Regions from separate parts of the Hordeum vulgare genome. Here region 1 is linked to region 2. The links are chromatin contacts, called in public Hi-C maps. All regions are on one chromosome and are shown on one strand. Each heading gives the region's core, a stretch centred on a gene start, on an enhancer-like site or on the middle of the called end of the contact. The rest is flanking DNA. Distances are from core to core; before and after follow the strand shown. Region 1 holds the start of LOC123425677. Region 2 holds the start of LOC123425672 (caffeoylshikimate esterase).

Region 1 (6,578 bases), core at 2,294-4,793, 890 kb before region 2:
TACCCAGAACAAGGTGGCCCTTCTCTTGCACAATCTTTGTTAGCGCGACTGACTCTTCTGTCAAATTATACATATGCTTAATTTAGTTATTCTGTAAGCTTCAAATCGATCAAACAGACTGTTGCATTACATAAAATCTACCTGTGGAAATTCCCTGTTTTTTTACGAACAGTTATCGGATGATGAATTTCAGATAACTTAGGGTCAAGTCCAGGTTGAGATATCTCCAGCCTTTCTGATTTGACTATATTCAAGTACCTGCTCCAAATTAGAATGTTAACCAAATTGGTACAGAGAATCAACAGATCAAACTATCTACGGGAGAAGAACATTAGAATAAGACACTCCAATGTTGACATTCCAGATGTAATACGCAAATTAGTTGCATCTTTCTCAAAACAGATATAACTTTGCTGCCTAGCACATACCAGGCAGCAACAGCCAGTTTATACTTGTAGACTGTAGTTGCCAAGTCAATTGCAGAAAAGTACCACATTTGCGGCTAGGTTTGCAGAAAACCACCAAGTCGCTAATCCGTTGCAAAAACCACCGTGTTCTTTGTAAATCTTTTGCAGAAAGCACTGATCGCTCACTTTGCTGCATTTAACAGCGTTTCCGACAAATGGGGCCAGCTCGTCGGTAGCTGACTTGGCAAAAATAGCCACGTGTGCGCGCGTTGACTGAGTCTTCTTCCTTCTCCTCTCTTCCCCTTCTATCACACATTTTATCAAACATGTCGAGGGCATCTCCCGTCATCCGGCATGCCGTCACCCGGCCGACGCGAGTCCGGCCTGTCCGCATCCACGCCGGCCATCGAGAGGTCCGTTGCCGTGAGGACGAGGGTCACAGGATGTCGCACGCCGAGGCGGAGCTGTGCGACAAGGTCCTTGTTCCCGGCTAAAAGCGCGGCGGACTGCAGCAACGGCCGGGGGACCCCTGATGCCTCCCTTCGCGAGCTGCGGCAGAAGCTCGGGATTAGCTCCATGGGCGGTGAGGGGCGGAGGGGAGCTCGCCGGGGCGGCGTATTGGGGCTAGCCACAACAGCCGCCATGGCGCTGGTGGGATATGCCCTCGACATGTTTGATAAAATGTGTGATAGAAGGGGAAGAGAGGAGAAGGAAGAAGACTCAGTCAACGCGCACACGTGGCGATTTTTGCCAAGTCAGCTCCCGACAAGCAGGCCCCACTTGTCGGAAACGCGATTAAATGCAGCAAAGTGAGCGATCAGTGTTTTCTACAAAAGATTTACGAAGAACACGGTGGTTTTTGCAATGGATTAGCGACTTGGTGGTTTTCTGCAAACCTAGCCGCAAATGTGGTAGTTTTCTGCAATTGACTCGTAGTTGCTTGGGCCAGGATATAAGAGCTGAATACATTGCGCTCTGAACACATCACATGACTGATACCTTGGCACTAGGCATATTTTTAATGACAGATAGGAAATGACAGGTTTAAGAAGAATACCGGGGTTCATGCAACACATATACCTGCTTGGGTTAAAATTATCTACTTCAAGATCTTCGTCCCAAAGAAATATATACTTGTACATCGAGACAACAGCAGGATGGAGGAATCTTTTAGCAAACCACCTAAAAGATAGATGTCGTCTTGAAATTAAATGATACCAGATCGGTACAAATTGTAGATAGTCAAGGTCCGACTGCGACTCTTAGTTCAGTGAAAGGGTAGAAAGAGGCCATACCATTTTGTCTGATTAGAAGCAGCGATGTGTATCACACTTTTGCTCCATGGTAGATCATTCCAATCATTGACCTTCCCATCGTAGTGGAATAATATAGCTGTAAAGTTCTCTGCAAGAAACTGAGCATTCAAGAGTTACATGATAATTGTATGTACAAATCACTGCTGGAAGAAGTGGTGAACGAAGTACCTTCTTCATAAGAGCATCTACACTTTTCTTCTGATTTATGCCAGCAGGGATAGCAATCAAGCACCTGTCTTTCTGGTTAGGCTCCTGCTGAGACAAAACACCAACATAGCATTAAATACCGCATATGGCCTTGTACTCTGGAAGGTGGGAGCAGCTAAAGGCTGTTAAATTCGTTCGGAAACTGAAACCAACAGAAATATTGTACTGAAACCAACAATGTTAGGCAGAACAGGTCAACTGACCTCTGACTGAACGCTTCTTGTGAGCCATAGTGGCTTGAGCTCCATGTCGGAGTAAGGCTCCACTATACCATGAGGCAAAAACCCGACCCTAGCAGTAGAAGCAGCTCTGTGTGTCACCTTGGCAGTAGCTCTCCCAGTCCCAGATACCTTAACAGCAGCCCTGTCAGACTCCTGATATGTACAATGGAGCTAGTCAACGCCTCGGCAACAAAAGACTATCTGCTTCAAGACTAGCGCAGCAAACAAAACAATTTGTCCGTTTGATGGAGACGATGGGTTCACATACCATCATCGTATCAAACGGGGGAGCGTCTTCATCCAACTGTAACAGCGGATAATCGGATGAGCTGAGCATCGTCTGTCGAGCAGAATATAAAGGGGAATTTCAGAAAAGGTTGAGCGTTACCGCCGTCTGTCTGCGTTGGTAGCTTGCCATGTTGTAAACCACAAATAGGATTATCATCAAGCACAGAACAAGCAGACGCAGCCTCAGTCTCATCTTAGAGCAGTGACAGCAGCTCCTGTGACCATTCTGCAGAACCAAGCAACCCTGCATTTTAGCAGGATTTCACAACAAATGAAGCATTAAGTAAATGAAGGAAGCACAAGGGAACCCACCTTGTCCCACTAGGCGCTACTTTTCTCCGTTCATGGAACCCTGCATTCACGACATAAAAAAAACTGCAGAGGCTGAGTATGTTTTCAGAGTGACGACAGAACCCTGGGGCGTTACTTGATGAAAACACTGAAGAGAAACGACATTCGATCCCTTTAAAAAATGTCATTCCGTTTGTTCGCTTCGCGCGAGCAACAAAGAAAAAAGGACGGCCCTCTCATCATCAACCAATCAATCAATAAATCCCTTGCAAGCACGAGACACACGACGCACATATTGCCCTGCGCGTCGGTGACGTGACGATGTCTACACATCCACGGCCAAGTCACCCTGTCCACCCGCAGCTCGCGGCGAACGGCGAGGCGCGCTCTGGGATTTGGAAACGCGGGTGCGAGGACGCGCAGCCAGCGCGCAATCGGAGTGTAGAAATCTCGAAACCCAATCGATACACGGAGACGGAGATACTACTGGAGTGCTGGGCATGAGGAGAAGATAAGGGACAATACCGCGGAGGCGGATGGGGCAACCGGGGCGGACGAGGGACGATCGGCGGAGAGGCGTCTCGTCGTCTCCTCTCCTCCGCGCGGAGGGCACGGGCGCCGCTGCTATCTCGTGGAGGAGGAAGAGGAGGAGGAAATGCCTTGGAGAGAGATCGGGAAAGGCACGGGCGCGCGCGGAGGCGGAGCCAGACGCGGCCGCTTGAGCGGGCGGGCGAGACAGCGACGTTCGGAGGAAGGGTGACCCGCACCCGTCACTCGCAGCGGCGCCACGCGAGGTGACGACGACCCGACTGACTGGCGACTGGCGAGGGAGAGAGAGGCAGCGCCGGGGTGATGCCGCCACAGGAGACGGGCGTTGCGCGATGCGAGCAGCCCGTTTCGGCTCGGCTGCCTGCCACGACCGGGTTTTCCGCTTGGTTTGTTTCGTGGTTCCCTCGGTCCCCGCGCGGCCCAGGAATGTGGAGGCCCCGACCCACCACAGCTGCTTCAATTTCAACCCCCTCAAAAAAAAAATGCTTCAATTTCAATGCTACTCTTGACAAACTACCCTCTCTTGTTGCTCCAGATCACGACGTCCCCGAACCAAGAGCAAAAAAGGAATTGACTCCTACAGACATCAACACCTGTCTCCAAAATTCTGCGCTGGCATATACTTGACCAAGGAAAGTTCTAAGGGTATTACATATACAGTTATAACAGACATATATATAGCGCCTAACAACTCGGATCACATCTCTACAGACAAAAGTTGCGCTTCATCTAGCTGACCTTAAACAAAACACCAGGAAAACCACCACTCCTTCCTGTTACAAAACATCCTGATTCCCTTTGCCTAGTCTTTGACAGGGTGGTACACAACACTGGATGGAGCTACTCTAGGACCTCCTTGTAGGATTGTACACAACACGTCTGCATATCCACGGCGTCGCTTCTCCCTGTCACCGTCGAGTCCTCTTCCTGCCTTTGCTAGGACTGTCTTGCGGCGGCACAGTGGCGGCGCGCTTTTGCCCGCTCTTTGGAGGCCGCCCGACCCCTCGCTTCTTGGCGGCTGGCACGCTTCTCTCAACGGTTTTTTCATCAGCAGTTGCCGCTGCATCCGCGGGGTCGTCCTTGGTCTCGCTCTCACCCTGGCTGACAGTGCTTCCGCTCTCCCTTGAGGAAACCTTGCTTCTCTTTGCATCACGAGGCACATGACGTACCGGCGGCAATGTTCGAGAAATTTTCTTGGTTGCAGGGGCACTAGCAGCCCCTGCCGCCGCCTTCTTGCTTACTGGGTCACTTGCAACCCTTGCAGCAGTCTTCTTGATTACAGGCTCACTCGCTATCCCTGCCGCCGTCTTCTTGATTACAGGCTCACTCGCTATCCCTGCAGCCGCCTTCTTGGCTACAGGCTCACTAGCTATCCCAGCCACTGTCTTCTTCATCACAGGCTCACTTGTTATCCCAGCCACTGTCTTCTTTATTACAGGCTCACTAGCTAGCGCTGCCGTGGTCTTCTTTAATACAGGCTCAGCAGCGGTCTTATTGATTGCAGGGCCACTAGCGATCCTTGCCTTGGTCTTCTTGATTACAGGGTCACTAGCTATCGCTGCCGGTTCACAATTAATGGATGGTGCGACTGAACGCTGTTGCAACGTTTTGCATATGAGACCTCGAAGTTCGATTGCAGCCATGTGCTCCAGTGTGGCCTTTGGAAAAAATGTGAGGACATTATTCACAAACACGAGCATGTCTTTTAGGAGCTCCTTGGCAGAAGAGATAGCACCACTCTTGATCTTTGAACGAAGGATTCGGAAGTCCATATGCCGACGGATCATCTTCTTGTATCTAGCTCGCTTCCGCTGTAGATGGAAACAATTGGACATAAGATGACAAAATCAGATTATGTTCATCTCTAGAATAGATCAACTGTACAGAAGATTTGAGCCACTTAAAAGTTCTCTTTCAGAGCATATAATATTACTACGTACACTAACTAACTAACCAGTCTGCCCACTCTAACTAATTGTATGTGTAACTCAGGTAATAAGAAAACGAAAAGGAAATTCACCATGCCCACAAAGATCTGACTTTCTTGATCCTCTCAGAACAAATAGTGGGCAACTCCAATAAAAAAATTGTAAAGGATAAGACTACAATTTAAAACGCCCACAAGACAGATTAAATACCTGGATATCAATTTGGTGTAGCAACATCTTACAGTCACCTTGAGTGGATATATTATTCACAATATCTGCTAATTTTGGTTTTGCTCTCTCACACACAGATACACCAGGCTCTATCTTTCGAGTTTTCAGTTCCTTCATGCAGCCTTCAGAGGGAACCGCTCTCTGTATGCATGGAGTTTTGCACATAGATACACCAGGCTCTATCTTTGGAGTTTTCAATTTCTTCATGCAGCCCTCAGAGGAACCCTCTCCCTGTATGCATGGTGTAGATATATTTTCACCATCTCTGCCACTATCAACAGCCATCAGAATAGCCCGTTTATCCCTCAATCCCCTTTTCTTTCTAGAGCCCCAAAGCAAACCATCTTTGGCACAGAGCTTATTTTCAGCATGGGGCTTTGATAATGTCTCTGCTGATGTATTTTGAACTTTCTGAGATTTCTGACTGTTGCTTGCTTCCTCCGTAAAACTAGCAGCGGACGATCTGTCTTTGGACAATTCTTTGCTCGAAGAAGTAGTATCAGCTGCATTTTCAGTGTGTGAACATGATTCAGTGTGACATCCTAAGTTACCATTATCATGTTTGCTATTGCTGAGGCTCTCAATCACAGACTGCAAGGACCTGGAACAGGGAAAGGCCAAATTGCACATTATTAAACAAAAAGAACATTTTCCAGCCAGATGGCATAAGTAGTGTCTAAGCTAACTTTCACTTGGCTTCAAGATGACAGACAATAATACAAAAATATCTAAACTACTAATGAAGTACAAGTTGTGTTGGGATACCGATCACCTTAACCATCCATGAAACCTGATAAACGACGTTAAAAAGGTGAGACTTTTACTCATGACTAATAATACACTACTTATTTATACACTCCATTTTCCTTCCTAGATTATTCACAAATGCACATGCGCTTATTACTATACAAATTAACCTATTATTCAAATGCATGTAAGAACAAATTAACCCTAGCTAGCTAATTATGTTTTATTTGTCTTAAGTTCAAAGAGTGTTTAAATAAGCCATATAATTAACCCCACTAAATTATATGATTAATCTAATGTTTTGCATTTTTATTTGGTTCTACCTATCAAAATTTAAATTCTTCAAAAAGTGCTCCCAGCCCCTCCATCTCTCTCCCCTGCCTCATGCCCTTC
Region 2 (7,012 bases), core at 1,920-4,419:
CTACATGCAGGTTGTAGTTGATGGATATTCTGCCCCACTGACTGCTGGAAACTTTGCGAAACTGGTAAGGTAGCATTACTCTGATCCCATCTCATCATTTCCTGCCTAGTTCTGGTGAAATTTACAAATGCAAAATAAGCAGACATGATTGTCTTTATATAAGGGATATCTGCTAGAGCTTCAGTCTGACATATGCACTACACTGTAGTGTTTCAGTTTTTTGTTTACAACTACTCCCTCCGTTCACAAATCTAAGATGTTTTGGATATTTCAGTATGAACTACATACCGACTGAAATGAGTGAAACACACACACTAAAACGTGTCTATGTACATCCAATTCAGAAAAAAGTTGGAACATCTTATATTTGTGAACGGAGGGAGTCCTTGCTTTGATGTCTCAATAGGGTAAATTTTGCTTCAGGTTTTGGATGGGGCGTATGATGGTACAACACTAAAATCTGTGAGTCAGGCAATCATTGTAGACAGTGAGACTGGGAATAAAGGGTATGCTCTTCCATTGGAGGTCATGCCTGCTGGACAGTTTGAACCGCTATATAGGAGCCCCCTAAGTATTCAGGTCACTCTTTCACACTACTTCAACAGTGAAACCAATTTGAGCTAATGTTATCTATATATTGACTTGTTTCCTTGGCTTCATATAATTTAGGATGGAGAACTGCCAGTCCTTCCAATGTCTGTATACGGCTCTGTTGCCATGTCACATAGTGAGGATTCAGATGAGTACTCGTCACCAAGCCAGTTCTTCTTCTATCTATATGATAAGAGAAATGTGAGTAAGGCTACATATTTACGCAGTGACATAAACAATGAGTAGACGCAATCACCCAAATACATATTTGCTCTGCATTTTGTTGACTAGGTTGGACAAGTATATGATTTTGGAAGGTCTGGATAAGTATATGTGACTCAAGAATGCATTAAGTTTCTCTCCTTTTGTGAACCATATATATTTGCTGTCCTAGGATTGCTTTGTGCCATCTATGAAAAATCATATAATTCCTGAATGCTAGTATTAGTTAGAAATATATATCAAATACTGCACTACCAACGCGACTCAAGTAATGCAGTAGTTAAAAATGCCCAAACCATCTGCTTCGGGGTTACCTTGCTGTATGGGAGTAGAAGCATCAACTGTCTAAATAGTTTGATTTGTGATAATTTCTCTGTTGTTTGCAGTCTGGTTTAGGAGGAATATCTTTTGAGGAAGGACAATTTTCCGTTTTCGGGTAAGTCACGGCTTAATATTACACTGCAATGACTAGATAGTGAAATTGATCAGATATTATGGTCCCCAAGAAGAATTGACATCTTCTTGTGGATTAAAAGAAAGAACTTTTGTGTGGAAACAAACATCTGCAGGTATGCCACAGACGGAAGAGATGTCCTTTCACAGATTAAGGCTGGAGATAAAATTCGCTCCGCCAAGCTGGTACAAGGCAGGGAACGCCTTGTACTGCCCGCGGCAGCTTCGGCGCCAGCACTAGCAGATCCAGCACCAGCTTCAACAGATCCAACGCCAGCTCCGGCAGAGAGCTGATACAATCAACCAGAAGCTCCGCAAACCGGTAGCATTCTTTCATTGATCAGGAGACAACCATTTTGTATACCGAGATCATGTAAAGACAAAAAATATATTGTGTGTATATATAGAGAGAGAGAATCATCGCACATTTGCACATGAAAACAATTTCCCGTGTGTTGGTCATTGCACAATCCGAATAGAATGCATTGCTTGTTTCTTTTCTATGTTTGTCAGGAAGTTGATGTCGGCGTGCATCTCTCGCTCAGCCAGGCGAGGATGTCGCCCCGGACGCGCTCAATGTTCTCCTCCGGCTCGCCGAAGAGCATGGAGTGAAGCATCCCGTCGTACATCTTGATGGTCTTGTCCTCGCTGGCCGCGGCCTCGTGCAACGCGCGGCTGACAGCGGGGTCGGTCACCTCGTCGGCGCTGCCGTGCACGACGAGGAACGGGATGGTGATCTCGCCGAGGCGCGCGCCTAGCTCGTCGGTGGCGCGCAGCAGCTCCATGACGGTGCCGAGCCTGGGCCGGCCGTTGTAGCGCATGGGGTTGCGCGCGGCGATCAGGCGCTTGGCGGGCACCTTGACGGACTTCTCGATGAGGTCGGCCGTGGGCACGATGGGGAGAGTCGGCGCGAACCGCGACACGAGGGTGAGGATCTCCGGCACCGGCCAGCGCGGCCGGATCCGGTCGGAGATCCTGCACATGGGCGCCACCAGCACGGCCCCCGCCCACTCCTCCGGCGACGTGCGGAGGTGGATAAGCAGGCAGATGGCCCCGCCCATTGACTCTCCGAACAGGAAGCACGGCAGCCCGGCGTGCTCCTCGCGCCGCCGGACGGACCGGAAGAAGGCGAGGAGGTCGGCGACGGCGACCTCGAGATCGGGGACGAAGGCCTGCAGGCCGTGGGAGCGGCCGTGGCCGGGGAGGTCGGCGGCGAAGCAGGCGAAGCCGGAGCGGGCCAGGAAGACGGCCGTGGCCTGGAAGGTCCAGCTGATGTCGTTGCCGTAGCCGTGGACCATGAACACGAGCGCCCTCGGCCGAGCGCCGGCGCCCCCACCCGCCGGCCGCCACGAGCGCGTGAAGAGGCGGCGCGCGCCCGCGTCGTCCGGCGTGGTGAAGTAGGAGGACTCGCCCTCCGCGCCGTGGGCCGCGTAGTACTCCGACTCCGTCGCCGGGTGTTCGCCCCAGAAGTTCACGGGCGCCGGCGCTTCTTCCTGAGTCATGGTGAGAGGCGCTGGGGCGTGCGGGCTTTCGGATGGATGGGAAGGGGAAGGGAACTGGTGCCGGCGAGTGGTGGGGGAGTCGTTGCTGCCTGTTGCGTAGCGCCAGGGGAGGCCGTTTCACTCACGCCAGGTTATGATAAGAAGTTTCGGGGGTTGGTGGAACTGTTTGTGCCGTCGGCCCGGGACGCCCCTTATCTCGCGTATAGCGAGACGTAGGAAAGAGCAGAACTTTTGGAACCTGGATGTATATCTTTATCTTGGAAAATCTAAACTGCACCCCAATGCACAGCCGCTTTCCTGTGCGGCGGCTCAGGCACAAATTAGAAAGAGCTTGCTTAGCAGTGTTGTATTTAAAAAAAATATTTATCTCTCAAACCGTTATTTTAATTAATGATTCGTTTTCATCACTAACTTTATCGTAATGAGATCTTTAAAACTAGATCCCATGTCGATATATTTCGATAACTTTTGTTTTTCGTCGTTACTTGTCAGATTACTATCACTTACTTGTCACATTATCTCTCACATAGTTCTCACATTAAATTAACTTGGTTATCAGATTTATGAATGTTGATATACCCTACTGAAAACATGATTCATTGTGCTTGTGCTGGTTCATGCATTTACTTGCTTATTGTTAGTGTTTTAATATCCATTTTTTTTAGCTTCACATAACACTGCAATACTTAAAAAGTATAAAATTATTGTTCGATAACTATGTATAATTTTTATGACAACTGTACACTCGTAAAATGTATGATGACATAAATGTGGCAACTAGGAAAAACGAAAAAAATTCAACAAAACATGTCAACATGGGATCTTATTTTGAAGGTCTCGTCGAGACGAACCTAACGGTGAAAGCGAATCTTCAATCAAAGTATTAATCAATGAGATAAATCATTTTTTCCAACCCGCATGCATGCATAGAGCAGATGATAGTTGAAAGCGACATATGCAAATTTTACCGAGAAGCGACATGCATGCATAGAGCAGATGGTGGTTGAAAGCGACACGTGCAAAATTTAATGAGAAGCGACGAGTGTGTTTAATTGTGGGTTAACAAGCCGCCGCACGGAAAGTCAGCCATGCAGCGCTGCTACGTAGTGCGCTCCCTTTATCTTTATGTTTACCTCTCCCTAATAATAAAGCACGGAACACTTCTATCGTCCGTCGAGGCGTTTTTGCACAAAAGCCCCTCCACTTTTGGATATTCAATCCGCAGTCCCTATGTAAGTGGATCTGGAAAAAAACGTTTTGAGTTTATAAAATAACCCTTGCGTCATGTAATAATTCCGCCCAGGCTCCTTATCCACGTGGTTGGGGACGGCGGTTGCTTGATGCGGAACGATGGCGACGGCTGCTCGATGCGGAAGGACGGTGGCGACTGCTTGGCAGGGGCTGGATGGGTGCACTGTAGAGGATTGGGAGGCCGATTTGGAGGCGGGCGGTGAGGCGGGGTCGCCGGTGACGAAGAGGAAGGCCGGAGCCTGGCCGGGGAGCGGCGGCGGCGAGGACGCGGCGGCGCCTCCTCCTCTCGGTGAGTGGCTTCCCCGCCCTCGCTTCCTCCTCCCATTTTTCTCCTAGCTACAGTTCCGCGGCTCCCGCAGGACGACCTGCGGCGAGGGTTTGCCGCCGGCGTTTTCATTTCCCCTCCCCACGACGCGACGCTGCGCTCCGCTCTCCCCAGCGAGTGCGCGCGCGCCGGGACGAGGCTGAGGCGCTCCTCCACACCACTCGGCCGTTGTGCGCCCGCAGGCGTGACACGGGCGAGCACGCGCCCCTCTCACCGCGCTGACCGCGACGAGAGCACCACCCGCAACGCGCTCCTCCGTAGCAACCTCAAACGAATCATGAACACAGTTATAAGCTTTTAGCTAGATTGTTGGTATGCAATGCATATGAATAGCACATGTACGCATCTTCCAGAGAACCTGACATGTACTCGTGCACCAGGATCCGGTGATGGCCATCTGCACAAAAGCCAATAAGATTGACGACATTTGGGTGGCGCAGCCCGCTCATCGTGAGCGCATGGGCAAGGAACTCCCTGTTATGTTGCTCTGGTGAGCCACTTGGATCAACAGCATGCTGAAGCTTTATAGCAACGACCTACAGATGCAGATGTTGATTGATCAATCATTTTCTTTCCCTCACATCGATCATGTCTTCAAATCGTCATGGTCCGTACGTATATGAAACTAAGTATAAAATAAGAAGAAGAATTGGATTGTCACCTGATTGATGCTCTTCATGTAGCCTTTGTCGCTGAAGTTTCTTGTCACCGTCGCGAGCTCCTCGAAGGAGAAAGTTCGTGGCACGGCGCCAGCGACGCCGCTGGTGTGTGGATTGGTCGGAGCAGAACGTGGGACCTCCTTCTTCCTCGCGCTCAAGCAGGGGAAACAACTTGTTAGGCTGAAAGCAGCCATTGTTGAGCTTGACACCGGCTTAGCTTCCTTTTGCCAGATCTGTCTCTCAACCAGAACAAGATTTGTGCTACATTTAAAAAACAAATAAGAGGAAAACATATTAGCTTCACAGGAGGTCAGTTGACATATGTCCCTAAAATTTCAAACAGCTATGCTATATATGTTTACCGGAGTTTTGTTAGACTCGCGTCATGGGCGGAAGAGGGTTTAAGTTGAACTCACAAGGTGTTAAGGAATAACATGAATCATCTTATAGTCTGTTCTGTTTATACTGAAAGTCTCATGTTGAATTGCTTCAGCGTTTTGAGTTATCTGCAATTTTGTTGTCTAGAAACGAGTTTGAATACGAGTTTCCCCGTGTGGCTTGAATGGAACCACTGATGGCCGGGGCTTGGCCAAAATCCGTTAATCACCCTCAAGAAATGCACAACGGTGCAGGTGGTCACCTTTTTGTCCTGCCACATTTTTATTTCTGAACTTGGCTCAAGTGAAAGTGCAAGACTCTGAACATATATTGGTGATGATATAAGTTGAAAACTATGGCAACTGGCGTTTGTTTTCATGCTACGCTGATGAATGAAGAATTAACAATTATTTCTACCCCAACCTTCACCTTTGTAAGACGTTTTATACATTTCAGACAACACCCAAAACAGTTCAATTTCAGATGTCTAAAACGTCTTAAAAAAGTGAACAGAGGGAATACAGGAGGCAACATATATGTTGTCTGAAAATATAACCCTATGTCATCATAGTACACAAAGTGTAAGTCATACAAACTCTAAGTTCATAGCCTGCCCAATCCCTCTTCATTTTTTCTTGCGAAATACAGAATGAGAAAAGGAAACCACGGGTTTCAGGTCTCGGCGTTTGCATATCTACTTGCACTTCAATGACGGTGCAAGCTCAAGTAGATGTTGATGGAGGACATGAGGTGAGGTGAAGGGGGGACTTCTCAAATACAAAATTCATGATCCAAAAATAGACAATCTAACCCGGTGCAACGCACGGGCATTTTTACTAGTCTCTCCCTAATAATAAAGCAAATAAGGTTTCTGGTCGTCCGTCTTGAAAATTACCCCTAAAGTTTGCATAAATTACCCACCATGCCACCGGTAAGTAATAGAAAACGTTTCACAAAGCGATTTTTTTTGGATTGGGCCGGTCCATGTAAAAATCTCCTATATTACGCTCTGCAAGCTGGGAGAATATCCAGCACACCGTATGACCGGCCCATGCACAAGCGTCTGCTTTTATGAACCCACACATACTTAAAAAATTAAAATGTTTGTGACTTTAAAAACTGCTCGGAGTTTTGTAAAAAATGCTCGCATATACAATAAAATGTTTCCAATTTTAGAAAAATGTTTGTACAATAAGAATAGTCCATGATCTCAAATACAATTCCATGTATTAAAAATTATTAAAGGTATTTAACAAAATGCTTCCTTAATCAAAATATGTTAATGCATTAAAAAAATGTCCTAAATTTTAAAAATAGCTAATGCCTGTTTTGATAGTTTTTTTTATTTAAACTTTTCCGTTACATTTTTATTTATTTATAATTTAAATAATTTAGAATTACAAAAACTTTTGCATATTAAAAAATAGGAATTTCGAATTAAAATGCTGACGAATTTTTATTTTGAATTAAAAATAGGATTCAAAAAAAGCAAAGAATTTTTATATTTTTTTTGCAAATTCCAAAACAATGTCCATAAGTTTAATAAATATATTACTGATTTATAAAAATGTTTGGTTATTTAGAAAACTTCATGCGTTTCAAAAAATGTTTGTGAATTTAAAATAAAATCC

What was found. A called contact is a pair of places that touch in the nucleus more often than the background predicts.
Region 1: a Hi-C map of leaf shows a contact between it and region 2, with 9 times the contacts expected there. The contact joins the promoter of LOC123425677 here to the promoter of LOC123425672 in region 2. A contact is called at or near these places in 2 of 6 Hi-C or Micro-C datasets (leaf and seedling) and 1 of 1 datasets of contacts at active chromatin or transcription factors (embryo).

What each region holds. Positions count from the first base shown.
Region 1 is chr2H:163,479,571-163,486,148 of MorexV3_pseudomolecules_assembly, reverse strand. It overlaps LOC123425677, which reads right to left and starts at 3,543. Exons shown (of 16, transcript XM_045109381.1): 1 at 3,256-3,543; 2 at 2,752-2,791; 3 at 2,540-2,665; 4 at 2,420-2,455; 5 at 2,134-2,304; 6 at 1,892-1,975; 7 at 1,703-1,821; 8 at 1,488-1,589; 9 at 142-258; 10 at 4-57. The coding sequence starts at 2,632. It overlaps LOC123425676, which reads right to left. Exons shown (of 5, transcript XM_045109380.1): 4 at 5,418-6,039; 5 at 3,874-5,090. The coding sequence ends at 4,188.
Region 2 is chr2H:162,591,188-162,598,199 of MorexV3_pseudomolecules_assembly, reverse strand. It overlaps LOC123425672 (caffeoylshikimate esterase), which reads right to left and starts at 3,169. Exons shown (of 1, transcript XM_045109374.1): 1 at 1,641-3,169. The coding sequence starts at 2,768. The coding sequence ends at 1,776. LOC123429847 (a long non-coding RNA gene) reads left to right here and starts at 3,821. Exons shown (of 2, transcript XR_006622766.1): 1 at 3,821-4,308; 2 at 4,725-5,466. LOC123425671 (peptidyl-prolyl cis-trans isomerase CYP37, chloroplastic) reads left to right here. Exons shown (of 12, transcript XM_045109373.1): 8 at 11-64; 9 at 424-579; 10 at 670-792; 11 at 1,200-1,249; 12 at 1,383-1,719. The coding sequence ends at 1,560.